2 separate regions of the Anser cygnoides genome follow, and region 1 is linked to region 2. A link is a contact called in public Hi-C data. All regions are on one chromosome and are shown on one strand. Each heading gives the region's core, a stretch centred on a gene start, on an enhancer-like site or on the middle of the called end of the contact. The rest is flanking DNA. Distances are from core to core; before and after follow the strand shown.

Evidence for each region. A called contact is a pair of places that touch in the nucleus more often than the background predicts.
Region 1: a Hi-C map of liver shows a contact between it and region 2, with 1.8 times the contacts expected there. The contact joins the enhancer-like site here to the promoter of KLHDC4 in region 2. A contact is called at or near these places in 4 of 7 Hi-C or Micro-C datasets (granulosa cells and liver).

The regions. Positions count from the first base shown.
Region 1 is chr12:2,574,844-2,581,747 of Taihu_goose_T2T_genome, reverse strand. ZCCHC14 (zinc finger CCHC-type containing 14) reads right to left here. Exons shown (of 13, transcript XM_013197586.3): 3 at 2,335-2,408. Among named protein-coding and RNA genes, the nearest start is that of MAP1LC3B, 28 kb to the left of the region's middle. Within about 2 kb of position 4,302, at least 1 of the 3 cell types and tissues checked has open chromatin away from gene starts, as enhancers often do. A contact at or near this core is called in liver, where this site is marked.
Region 2 is chr12:2,439,447-2,445,774 of Taihu_goose_T2T_genome, reverse strand. It overlaps KLHDC4 (kelch domain containing 4), which reads right to left and starts at 2,591. Exons shown (of 12, transcript XM_013197594.3): 1 at 2,375-2,591; 2 at 1,295-1,386; 3 at 314-392. The coding sequence starts at 2,473. It overlaps LOC106046485 (a long non-coding RNA gene), which reads right to left. Exons shown (of 3, transcript XR_001213255.3): 2 at 5,739-6,197; 3 at 5,265-5,590.

The sequences.
Region 1 (6,904 bases), core at 3,053-5,552, 130 kb before region 2:
GGCAGCAAACCATCCTGCTGCCGAAAAGCAAAACCTTCAGCACGAAACCTGCAGTTAGCGTCCCATCGATGCTTTTCAGACGCCACCATCTTGTGTATGCCCTAGCAAAAGGAAGCAGTTCGCTATCTCTTCCTGGAGGCTCCCTGCGTTAAGTCATTGCATTCTTCCACGCAGAGGTATTTATTGGGTGGTGGGTGACTGAACCGAGCCAAAAGTCAGGGCTTCTTGGCACGAAGACGGTCGGATGCAAGCGGCTACCATTGCTAGCAAACTAGCAAGTCCCCCCAGCCGTAAGATCCCCAATTCAAAGGGTTTGGCGGGTACACGAGTCTTCAGCAGCTACATATGGGAAGAAGCTGGGTTTGTGTGTTTGAGAAGCAGGAAGCCATCTTCTCACATGACGCTAGTCTCAATGACAACTGAAAACATACACACAGTTTTTCCAGCCTCCAGAATGCAGCCAAAAAGACTGGTGAGAGGATTTCAAAATAGATTACATAATGGAGGAATTTCCTCTCTGCAGAGCTGTTACACAAAAGTAAGAAAAAAGAAAAGAAGAAAAGAAAACTTGAGCAGTTTCTGGTTTTACAAAGCCTTTTCTCCTCATTTTTTTGAGGTTTGCGCTGAATTAATACCTTTTTAAGATTCGTGAGAAGCTTCAGAAAATACAGGAGATACTTCTCTTTCCTTCTAGTTTTGTAAAAACCTGACATTTGTTACAACTGACGTTTTGCTAACTTGTTATAATTTTCAATACTTACGAAACAATAACGTGAGCTGTAAATCCAGGGAACAACAGCAATGCCAAGCACGGCTGAAAACTGCTCTATCTATTGACCTTCTAGTCCCAAGCTCCTCAACAAAACATTTAGCAGTTAGGTTTCTAACCAAGCAAACAGCAATTTATTAGCTCAGCTAAACTATGGACGGTTCTTTTAGTTACAAGCCGTCAAGTGAAATGTTGTCACCGATAGAAGTCATTTCTGGTATTTATAGAAGAATTTATAATAGGAAAAAATGTTCCACAAAATATGGATACGCAACTGGAGTCCAGACGACGATATCGTTCATAAGGATGTTAAAAAAAAAAATCAAAACCCCTTTCTAATATTGATGACATTTGGAGCAGTCACAGTCATTATCCCCGAATTGAGACAAGCAGAGGTTAATGCTGTCAACATCACAGGAAGATGCCAAATGGGCGCTCTGTCTTGGGTCTCAGTTTGAAAGAAACTTTTCTTTTTAGTGCAAGTTGTAGATAATTGAAATTCTACTGTCCTTTTTCTTTCAGGTTTTCCCTTTCTCACCAACTGTTTGGCTTTGATGCCTCATTAAGTAAGCCAAAGACATTTTCTGGGCTTTGCATTCTGAATTTTGGAATACGTTCTTCAGACTGGATGGGACAAAAGCATTTTGTCATTCTTTCTTGACAGCTCTCCGCTATTAACACAAGGTTTCACTGAATGAAATCATAGGCCCACAGAAACCGTGAGCAATGACTGAAGCCCCAAAAGCTGCGTCAAAAAGGGGGAAAGCCACTTCTCCTAGCAGCCTGTGGCTAACCACTCTCATTCCAGCAGAACTATTCTCATTTCCAGTCTGAATTTGTCTGGCTTCAATTTTCAGACAACGGTTCCTGTTATGCTTTTTTTTTCCTGCCATATTAACGACTCCTTTACCATAAAATATTTTCTTCCCTTTAAAAACACTCTTATATGATGCTCAAGTCATCTTTCAGAGGAATTCTTTAAGTCTCTCACTGCATGGCATTTTCCTCAAGCCTTGAATAATTTCCATAGCTATTTTCTGTACTCTACAACACCCCTTTTAAAACCAGCAACGTCTGAAACATATGCCACAGTCTCACACTCCCCTCGCTGCTGAACACAGAGATAAACGGTCATTCTGCCTCTTTTCCCATACACACAGAACCGCCCTGAGTACCTAATTTCTCTTGTTTGTCCAGATTAAGACTCAAATTCTTGTTAGCTTCTGCATTCCAGGACAGAGATACCATTTTCTGCAAGTGTGGCATGATTTTTTCCCATAAATATACATTTGCCACAACTGGCTGCGTTAGAGTGATTTATTTCTTTGCCTGTGTCCCACTTACCAGTCAATCTCTGCAACATCTACATATGTTAATCAACAGCAATTTATGACTACTTACAAATCACTGATTAAAAAAAAAAAAAAGACTAAGCACCTATCCTTGAGGACCAATTTCTGGGATCTAACAATGTCTGAGAATTTCTTTAACTCCTTTTTAAGTGTTATCCTCCCTTCTTTCAAAGGAAGAAAAAAAAAACAAAACAAAAAATCACCAGAACTTACCTCAAAGGAATATTCAACATTTCTCTCATTCTTCTTGTGTGCCAGTCCCTTTAGCTCCACTTTTTCAACGCTCACTATGAAAAAGCAAAGAGATAAGAAGAATGAGGAGGATGTTTTTAGCTGCATGCAGGTGTGATTATTCGTAGCTAGAGCCAGAACTCGCCCGCAGCGCGTTTGACGGCTGGCGGCAGTGCTTCAGGTGCACACTTGAGGGCAGATGGGGAAGGTGATACCCATTGGACCTGCTTTCCATTCTAGCTTTAGAAAGGCTTAATTTCAACCACCACCCAAACAATAGACCGAGTGCAAAGCTCTTCGTTTCCTCCTGGCCATATGACAGCACTCGCTGGCACGACAACAGACATGACAAAAGGGGATGGGTTTATCTGAGCAACATCACGTAGCAAAGAGCATCCTTCTAAGGGAAACCGTGTTTTCAGGGGCTGGTTTTACAAGGAGTTTAGTGCTTTTTTATTGCTCCGTTGACATCACGACTCCTCCTTGAGTGCAGGTTGACGGGAAACTTCAGCCTTAATTATTGCTATTTGTGTAAGTCGAAAGCAAAACCAGGATCTTACGGAGGGAAGGGCTGCACAGCCCAGACCCCGCTGCCTCCATCTCCACGTGTGTACAGCCTTTACAGACACAGCCCTAGGCATCAGATCGTTGAAATGCCACCTCCTTGCAGCCTCTCATTTCCCACACGCATCAAAGATCTCACTGTGCTAAGCATTATCCAGATTATTTTACTGCCTTTCTGTTTCTCTTGTAATTTCTCCTGTCTTGTGCCTGCACCCGTGGGGATACACAGATATTTTTTTTTTTCATAAAATCTCAATTGCATTGGCTTAACAATTCAAAAGCAATTATATGAAACCAGTCACGGGAACGTTAGCTGCCAACAACAGGTGCCGGGAGGGACGCACGCTGTGCGCATTGCATTTCCACACAGCAGTTCAAACGAGCAAAATCCACAGCCTGACATTTTCTTTCTGGGGAACTACAATCGACAACGTTTTTACTTGTTTTCAAGACTATTTATGCATTATGTCACCTGTATGACTCAGAGGTACGTTTATCGCATATATCTTTCTCTTCCCTGATAACATGAGCAGCCTATTCCCAAGGCCAAGGCGCTCCATCTCCAACCTGGGGCTCAATTTTCCTCCCCATGAAATAATCACGAGGCTTTACCTTGTCCATTGAAACCTTTTTGTTGTGTCCCGTCATTTAAAAAATGTTACCACCTAGCCCTTGGCTGTTTAACCGACCTCCTCTTAGAGTTTTATTTATTTGCAGTCAAAATTTTTAGAAGTGCAAAATTTTAAATAGATGTGCAGATGTTTATGTGGGTATTTGATACCAAATTTAGCACTCCCTTTATGATCCTCAGCCATTCCTTCTTCATGTAATTCCCAATTACAGTAACACAAATCCCTATGCTTGTGAATAACGTCAATTTACTACTTACTACTTTCTCTTCTACCTTATCCTTTTGTCGCGATTTGCTCCCCTTAAAGCTTTCAGTGGATTCCTCTCGCATTTCTGAGCTGCCTTCACAGTACTACCGCGCTGCTACGCTGCACGCTCAGCACCACGGGAACACGTCTGCTGCGTGCCAGATATTGATGAGCTACCTGGACAGCACGGAGATTTAAGCACGCACACAGTTCAAAGGTTTTCCTGCAATTTTAAGAAAAATCTCCCTCAACATACTGATTTAAGAGAATTCAGGACACCTGTAATTGTGATGACAGTTAAAATACAGCAAATATTGATCGGCATATTTATTTCGGGATTATAATTAGAGAGAAATTGTAGGGCGGATGTTGTGTGGGGTATCACCGTGCTGCTGCTGAAACAGCTGAAGGACGAGCGAGGAACTGAATGGTCAAAAGACTAGCATCAACCGCAGCAACGTATGCTTTGGAGTAGGACAAAGAAAGCCAGGAAGGTGGCAAGTGTTACTCAGCATTTGCCAGTTACAGTAAATCCAGTGTCGCTTTATTGAAATTTTATTATTATTTGTATTTCCTACAGTTTCTAAACATCATCTCTTTTATCTATTCATGACTCCTCTACAGTAATTCAAGCAACGCAGGATTACCTACCAACACAAAATGGAGCTATTTCTGGCTTACTCTGTGGGTTAATAACAAACTTTAACTCAACTCGTAGATTTTATTGTGCTGACAGTTACGTGACCTCTTCATGCTAAAGTTCTGCCCGAGCTTACCCAGTTAACACAATCTGCTGTGGCGAGTTTATCCTCTGGAAATGATTGCAATTAGCAAGGTGAAGCATTAGGTACACGTTTCTGCAGTGACCCCGCACTGAATCTCGTAAGACGAGGTCTGTTCCAGAGCATGAAATGTAGTTCATCGTGCAGCTGCAACGTGCTGATAGGTTGTCCAGACTGTTTCCAATGATCTGCAAAAATGCCCCAACTAGCTAACGATATGAAATGTATAATTAGTCTTATAATCAAGTTTTTGCTTACTTTGTTATCCGATGTTTTTGTTATGTGGGCTCTTGAATTTTTTTTTTTTGTATTATTTAACTGGTGGTTGATTTTATTAAATAGCCTTCCTAAACTTACCGTGCAGCTTAACTTTATTCAGAACGATCAATCACACAAAACTCAGGAAGAAAAAGCTGCCATCTACCCAGCAGGAGCGAGTGGATTTTAAATTCGCTGTCTAACAAATTGTCTAAAAATGGAAAAAAGGAAACATTTTTACCGTATTCATTTCAAAACCATGGGAAACTGTGCAAAGAGCTGACTCTACCCAATGTCACTATAAACGACTCCACGACCAGAAAAACTGTAGAGACTTCAGGACCCACAAGACTGGTGTATTTTCAGGATGCTGAATTCAGCGAGGCTCAAGCTTCCCCATCTGAGGTATAAAAAAACAGTCGATGTTTCTATTTCAGGAGACAGCCAGGGCAAGCACTTTTGCACCACCTTAAATCTAAGCTTCTGGTCTGGATCTAACCACCGGGAACTCATTCACGAGTAGCACAGGTTCACCCCCACATCAGGCATTGTGCATGGGGCAGGAACCACCAGGGCAGCTTGGAAGGGTGCGTATCGTCATGCTAGGGGATCGGTGGGAGGCATACCTTCCTTTCTGTCTGCTCCTTTCTTCCAGCGCTTCCCTGTAAAATGAGCCAACAGAAGGACTTGTGTGCGTGGGGACGCATCTCACCCACTGCTAGGCTTTCTGACCTGCTCCAGGAAGGGGGCACTGAAGACTTTGTGATGGAGCTATACCCACAGTTATCTGGGGAACTACAACAGGCAGGTAAAACGGATTTGGACGAGGTGACAAATGAAACACAAAAGGGATTAAAAAAAAAAAGACAAAGGAGGTTTGCAGGTGCGTGCAGAAGGGGCTCCCATCGAGGCTGTGGCTACGTACAACTTCTCTGGTCTCATTCAGAAGAGCACAGAGTACGGGGACATACCACACAACCCTTCCCACGTATTCACAGTTACTAGAAATCTAATTTTGAAATACACGAGCCCTTTGTCTTCTGTTGAACTCTGCTTTGAAAGGGCAGCCGACAGAATGAAACATCTTCATTCTCTAGCAGAGATTTTCTGCAATCACATTTCCTGGGGCGTTCGGGGGGAGATTGTTTTACTTTGCTACTTTCCTTTAAACACAAATGAGAAATGTTCTTCGTGTAGCTATCAACTGCACACAGAATTGCATCAGTTATTGAAGCTTGCATTCGAAATGCTATTGCCGAGGCCAAAGCAAATACCGCTCTGCGATTAAGTCCACATCCTTTACGTTTTGTTATGATGCAGTAGGAGTCGTGTCACACAGCCATGTCCTGCCAGCATAGCTGTTAACACAGGCAGGGAGATAAGACAGGAGCTTCCCAAGTCACAAGGGCTTGCACGGTGGTCACAAATCTGGAAGCTCAGGACCTGAGGAGACGCTGCATCGCCATCCTCCAGTTGCTACCCCACCGCAGCCTGCAAGACACGAGTTCTCTCTGCCACCACCTCCCAGCCACGTCTCGAGGAGCTTTCCAGAATCGTGACCACACCGTTGCTTGTTGAGGTATGATACCGATTGTCAGTGCAACCAGAACAAGCAGCAGCACACCGTAATTTGGATTACTTGGTTCCCAAGGAGGTGAAAACAAATGTCAACATCTCAACCTCCGCTCCCCAGCTCATTCAGAGAGTTTGAGACTGGAGAACTGGGGTATATAGCCCACCATTTCTCAGGCTCTTACTCTAAGTGTGTACCCATATACAAAGTTGGAATATGCAAATACACAACAAAATGGAGGTAAGCTAAAAGCCAGTTTATAAAAGCTCAGCTTGGACCTTAATGGCAGCTCCTCCACGGCATGGGCATGATTTCCAAGTCTTCTTTCCACCTTTCCAAATGGTGCTTTTCCCTTGTTCCACACGTTCCAGGTAAAACAGATCCAAGACATCTGAAGACATTTTATTTAACTCTGTTTTCCTGTTCTAGCCTGAGACTTTTACCCATTTGGCTGCTGGTTAGCGCATTGTCATCTGATCAGCTGAACGTTCCTCGGG
Region 2 (6,328 bases), core at 1,342-3,841:
AACAGTTATCAAAAATGAGGGTCAGAGATGGCTACTATTAAGTCTGGAGAAATTACGAAGCCCTGAAATATTGATGCCGAGACAATCACACTGACTCCTTAATGGGTTCTAGCATGTCTCCTTCCTGCCAACTGTTCAGGCATGAGACAGTATCACAGCAGAATTAAAAGGCTATTTTGCTCTCATTCAGGGACGAATACATATTTTATGACTGCTGCTTTGAATCTTCGCTTCAAATGAGACTCATGCAAATTACAGTAAAAGGCAGGGGGAGTGCAGAAAAAAAGAAGAAAAAAATTGAAGTATACATTACTTTTTGGCCATTGAAATATTCACCTCCAAAAAGGATCAATTCGTCTTTCTCAGGGTGAGCAGACAGGGAGCCATTCAGCCTGCAAATAAAAGGGGGGTGACCAAAAGAGTAGATGTTAAGACTTGTAAAACTCAGAAACTTCCAGCCTTTAACTCAGCTAGCATTAGCACCCCAGCCCTCTAGACACAAAAGTCTCTCCATCAGCTGCCAAATTAGTAGGCTGTGATTTTCACCCCAGGGTGAAAAACTCCCCAAAGAAATTAACTTCTTAAAAACTTTCAGCAAGATTAATTTGACACCGTCTGAAACCTTCTCCTATTTTAGGCACACACGTTACACTGTCATTTAACATGACTTTTGACGTGAGCTCTTGAATTTTAATGTTGGTGTGTCAAGAACAAAAATTAGTTTTAGGAGGGCACATAACTATGGGTAGAACTGAGCTGTCTCATATCAACTTATCTGCATCGTTCTTCTGCAGTCACCACTGTTCACCACTCATCCCACCAAAGTACTATTCACCGTGTGGAGACTGACTTGTTCCTCCATGTCGGGAGGAAAAAGATATCACGCAGAGGGGTTTTTAACAAGCCACATCAAACAGACATACAGAACCTAGCACCATGCAGACCCCAGGCCTACAGATCAAGTGTCTCGTCCCTCACAGCACATCCTTGTGAATCCTTTCAGCTTCCTAGTCCAAATCCAAAGGTTCCTTTTAGCTCTTACTTTTGCAAAGCCCTTTAACTTAATAGTGCTTTGACTCCTTAGCTGTACTAGTGGGATGATTAAAAAGGGGGTTTTAAGACTAAAAAATATGTGTTTGGTCCCATTCTTAATCCAGGGATTCAATATACCATACATTTTATAACTCCAGGTATCAGCCAAGCCAGATATCACGCTCTCAGCAAGTAACTTTACATAAATAAATTTCATCAATAGGTGTATAAGTGATGGCCAAAGTCTCACACAATCTCTTACCTGGGCGAGGGCGGTGGGCAGGCTGTCTCAATTACTTGGGTCTTTTTAGCATCTAAACTCTGGAATTCTGCTATCAGGGCTTCAAGATCCTCCTGAAAATAAAAACACAGACATAAGTTCCTTGATATGCACAGAACCACCAGCACACCATACAAAACCAGCGTTCGCTCCCAGAATTTCCCCATTAAAAAAAAAAAAAAAAGTCTGCAGACGTTTAGACTTTAGACTTTTTAGACTTTTTTCAGACTTCAGTCTAAAGAAATGGATGCTGAGTACTTCCACATATGCTTTAAAGATTAGTCTCTCCTAAAACACTGACAAGTTGCTCAGAAGAGGCCTAACAGGATGGCATGCAAAGTGCATTTAGCATGCACCTGCTGCTCCTGCAGCAAAAACATCGCACAAATGGGCATGGAAATGGCTATTATTTAAACCCTGACAAAATTATAATGAAATATATGCTACAACCCAACTAGTCCTCTTCTTTGTCTGCAACGGAAAACTGCCCAAATGTCATGGGAAACTCTTGTCTACTGCCAGTTTATACTTTAGCTGGAGAGAAACCTACACGTATTTTCATCCCCTTCCAGGATTAAATTTAAATCTGCCTCCAAAGCGCAGGAACACCGAGCACCGAGGGCACAAGCAGGCCGGCAGCTAGGGGGAGTTTCTGATCCAAAGTCTCTCCGACAGCCCCATGCTCACCACCTCCACCAGCCAACCCTTCCCTGCCGGCAGCTGCATCCCAGCAAACTTCCAAAATCTGGGGATTTCCCCCCCGCAGCATGGCAGCAGCTCTCCCTGCAGCCCGCACAGGCACACGCCGGCACCTCCCCTGTCTGCAGCTGTGCATACCGCTGCATTCACGCAGGGAAAGGGAGCACAGAAACATTTTCCTTCGCTTTTAAGGCCTCAAGAAAAGGCTGGGGGAGATGGAAGGCAACTTAAATCACCATTTCTCCTTCTCGCACCCTCCTTTCCCCCGAGGTGCCCTCAACCACGCGCCCCTCCACCTCAGCTCTCCCTTCCAAGGGAGCAGCGCCCACAAAACTCCCCGAGACCCGCACCGCCGCCCCTCACCTCCTCCTTCCTGGCTCTGCGGGACACCTTCCTCTCCATCTTCGCCGCCGTCTTCTCAGCCCCCTTCCCCTTCTTCTCCCGTTTCCCCTTCTTCCCCATGGCGGCAGGCCGCGCTAGGCCGCGCCGGACGCACCGCGCTCGCCGCGCCGCCCTCGCCGCCCTGGGTGCACCGCGGGGCGGGCAGCGCCGCCGGCCTCGGCCCGGTGCTTCCAGGCCGCGGCCCGCCTCCTGCCCGAGCCGCGGGGGCCCTCTGCAGGCCCGGCTGGCTCAGCTCGGCTCGGCTCGGTTCCTAGTGGCCCCGCCGCCTTTCCTCAAGCAGCTCCGGGTTGGGGCTGAGGCAAAGCGGCGAGCTGGGGCTTCGCTGTCCCGGTTCTGTGAGCCGCGCTGCGCCGGGCAGAGGTTTTAACCCAGCTCTACACACAACCTATAGCCCACCCGCCGAGCCCGAGCCCCTTTTTGTGCTATCTTTTTGTATTCCTCTCCTGAGAAGAGGCAGTTGAACCCACAAAATGGCCCCCTCCCTCACACAAAATGGAAGCAGAGGGCCTGTGGGGGGCCCCAGGGCATGAGCCTGGGGGGATGCACTGGATAAAAATAAAAGCGAACTGTGGGATGAAAGTGTTGGGGATTTGGGGGCTGCACGAGTGTTTTCGTTTTCAGTAGCAGTTATGGAAAGAGAGTTTGTCGTGTTGGTGAGCCGAAGGAAACGGCGGGTGCTGCAAAATGATGCTGGGCAGCTGCTGGTTAGTGATCCCTTGATGATGGAGAAGAAGAACAATTCATATTTTTATGTGGTATTTCATGTAGATGCTGAGCTTGGGTAGAATTTCTGGGAAAACACCGACTTTGAACACGTAACCAGCACATACACTGTAAACATGACTGAAGTTCAAATACACCTTTGAGCTGCAAGTTTCCTTCATCCCACCGTGCTTTACAATTACTTTTGTTATTGTTTCTCACTTGCAGAGGAGTACAATTACATTTTTCGCTGAATTCCCACAAAAGCCTGAATTGCCTAGAGGCAGGGTGGTTTTCATTACTGTTCAACCCACTGCCTAACCAAAAAACATCATGGATATCCACTGAAAGTATGGCTCAGTGCTCACAGGTTAACCGAAACATAAAGTATGTGCCATGGAAATTGCAGTAAAATTCCTATGCTTTCAACATCTGCCTACACTTGAACCTCACATTTTGGAAACAACCCGAAGCGTGAAGGGAGAAGGGAAGAGCTGGGAAAATGTTTTGAGGTTGCGGACAATGTACATCTTCACCAGGATTTTGTTTGTCTGGTCATCCTGAAAACATTGCGGTTACAACTAAAGCTGCAGCCTGTCAAATGTTTATACCCAGGAAGTGAACAGAAAGCCACGGAGAGACCAGGTCAAGAGAATGGGGCAGTTTCTCAGCCAACAAGTTAGAAGCGCTCTGCTGAGTTCCCTGGCTCCATGCACAGTCTAGGAAGTCCCCCTGCTGCTTCTTGGTCTTTAACCTCAACAAGAAACCAGTGTGTGAAAACATGTCCCCTCTTGATGTCTACAGGAATTTGGTCGCTGGCTCCCCTTGGGGCCAAATCTTCAAACCCTTTTTTTGGGAGACTTTGAAATGGAAAAGGCTGCCTCTTCACCAGACGTGCTCCATAACTGAGCATGCAGAGATCCTCAGCTCTGTGGGCTCACGTTCCACTCTCAAAACTTTATTTTTCGTATTTGTGATTGTAGTGGCAGATGCTTGGGGTCATTTGGAGCTAGCCACCACACGGGGAAATACATTTGGCAGAACATTCTTGGTGTGAGTTCTCTGATCTCTTGAACTATACTGTCTGGTTTCTCATGGTTTGTGTGGAAGAAAAAAAAAAAAGAGGATGAAAGAACCAACAAAACTTTGCACTGCGCTGCGAAAATGTAAAGCACAATATAAGCATGAACCTCGGCGTGAACCTCTCAGGGATAAATATTCCCCAGATCCACCATGGTGTAGAATCCACCAGCTGTAGCAACGGGAGTAACAAGAGACGTGTCTTTCTCAAAGGGATTTGATGGACACTTGGCTATGTAGAGGGGATTAAAGACGGTGAGGTGAGAGTACGGATGCCCCAAGACTTGAACGTAAGTCTCCAGAACTGACTTAGGTGAGTTCTTGTCACAAGTTTCCCATCACCCTGAACAAACCACATTCCCACACGACATGCACGGATGTACGCCTACACGTTCACACAAACATCCTCACCCAGCTGGAGGACAGATGTGTGCTCCCAAACATGGCTGAGCCCGGGCGCACACACGCGTGCTGCCAAGCACAGATGTCCGCACACTCTAATTTCCGTCTCGGTTTTTGTTTCTGCTTTGTTTGGGGGTTTTGAACTGCGTGCTGATAAGGAACGTGGCATAAGCTTGACTTCGCCAGTGTTTGCACATTTCATTCTGTTGCTATGAAGTGTTCTGTACTGTTATATCTGGCAGCCCACATCCAGTTTTGACCTATACAAAGAACACGTGGGTTTACTTTTTTTTTTTTTAATAGTCTGGAATATGCTCATTCAACAGGATGGTAAATCCAGCTGTATCAGCAAAGTTAAGGATAACAGGCATGAAAGCTTCAGAAAAGACTCCAAAGCTTTTTCCCACAAGTCTTCTTTGTGCTCTAATACTTGATTTATTTTTCCCTTGTTAATGCTTTCTGAAGCCAGTAGCAAGGAAGGAATTAACGACACAGATTAAACGGGAGGACATGCTGACAGCACAGTAACTAAAGCAACCAAAAACGCATTGCAATTTTAGGAAGAGCCTGTGTTAAGAGTATCCTGACACCGACCTTATAGAAAGATGAGGGCAAAGATAAGCCCAGCGAACAGAGAGAACCGTGGGGCTGCGGACTGGGGACCACTTCAAGCATGCTGGCAGGATCCAGCACAATGCCATTTCGGTAGAGGCCCTGCAGAGCAAGAGGAGAGGGCTGCAAAGGAGCATGAAATCATGCCAGCGTCACACCTGGGAACACCGGTGTGCTGGAGAAGGTTTTGAGAAGTTGCTGTGAGGAAGGACAGCTGTATTCAGCAGACTGAGGGCTCTGAATGCTGCTTGTATTCCAGGGAATACCAGGATGCCCAGGAAAAAGTATATATTTTTTTTAATATGCTGCACTGTTGTGTGTTAACAGGTCAGAAAACAGGTCCCTTGGTCTTCTCCAGGCTTGAGCTGCAAATTTTCTGCTCTGCACATGTAAAATAGGAAGGAGGGAAAAAAAAAAAAATCACATAAAAAAATGTCTTCACAGATTCTGGTGAAAGCATTTCAAAGTCACTCATCACTAAAAGCAAATATGGCTGAGGGTCAAGGGCATGTGCCTGCTCAAGGCTCACCTTGAAGAAAATCCCTCCCTTTGGAAAATCTGAGTTTTATCCTGGCTGTGCTCACAGTCCAGCAGAGGCCCCTCGGCCCCTGCTGATGTGCGTTTCACCTGGGACTGGATTCAGACCAAGCAGGCAGCTGCTGCAAGTCCGCGACAGTGCTTTGCTCCATTCAGGCTTATTTATAACCAGAAGCTGATAATATCTCATTCAATTGGCTTCCCGTATTTTCTGTTTTGAAATTGGTGCTTTTATGTCTTGAAAACAGAGGAAGCAGAGGAAGGCAGAGCCTTCCCTGGAGGGGAGTACAAAGAGCAGCTTTATTCAGGTACGGATCCCAAGGGATATCAATCTAAAGCCATCAGCAAATTGTCACACTTGAAGCTACAATTTTCCAGTGAATCTGAATAGGCCCTTTCTCTCGCCATTCCAGTGGGACTTCATTGGCTTTCTGTGTCTTTGAAAAGAAGCCTGCAGAGAAAGAATTAAAAGGCAAGACAGAGCGGGAGAGTTGTTTAGAAATTCCCATTTTTGTTCATTAATTATGATGCAGCAATCTTGCACATTCTAGACGGGGATACTCAACCACTCTGGTGTTAGAG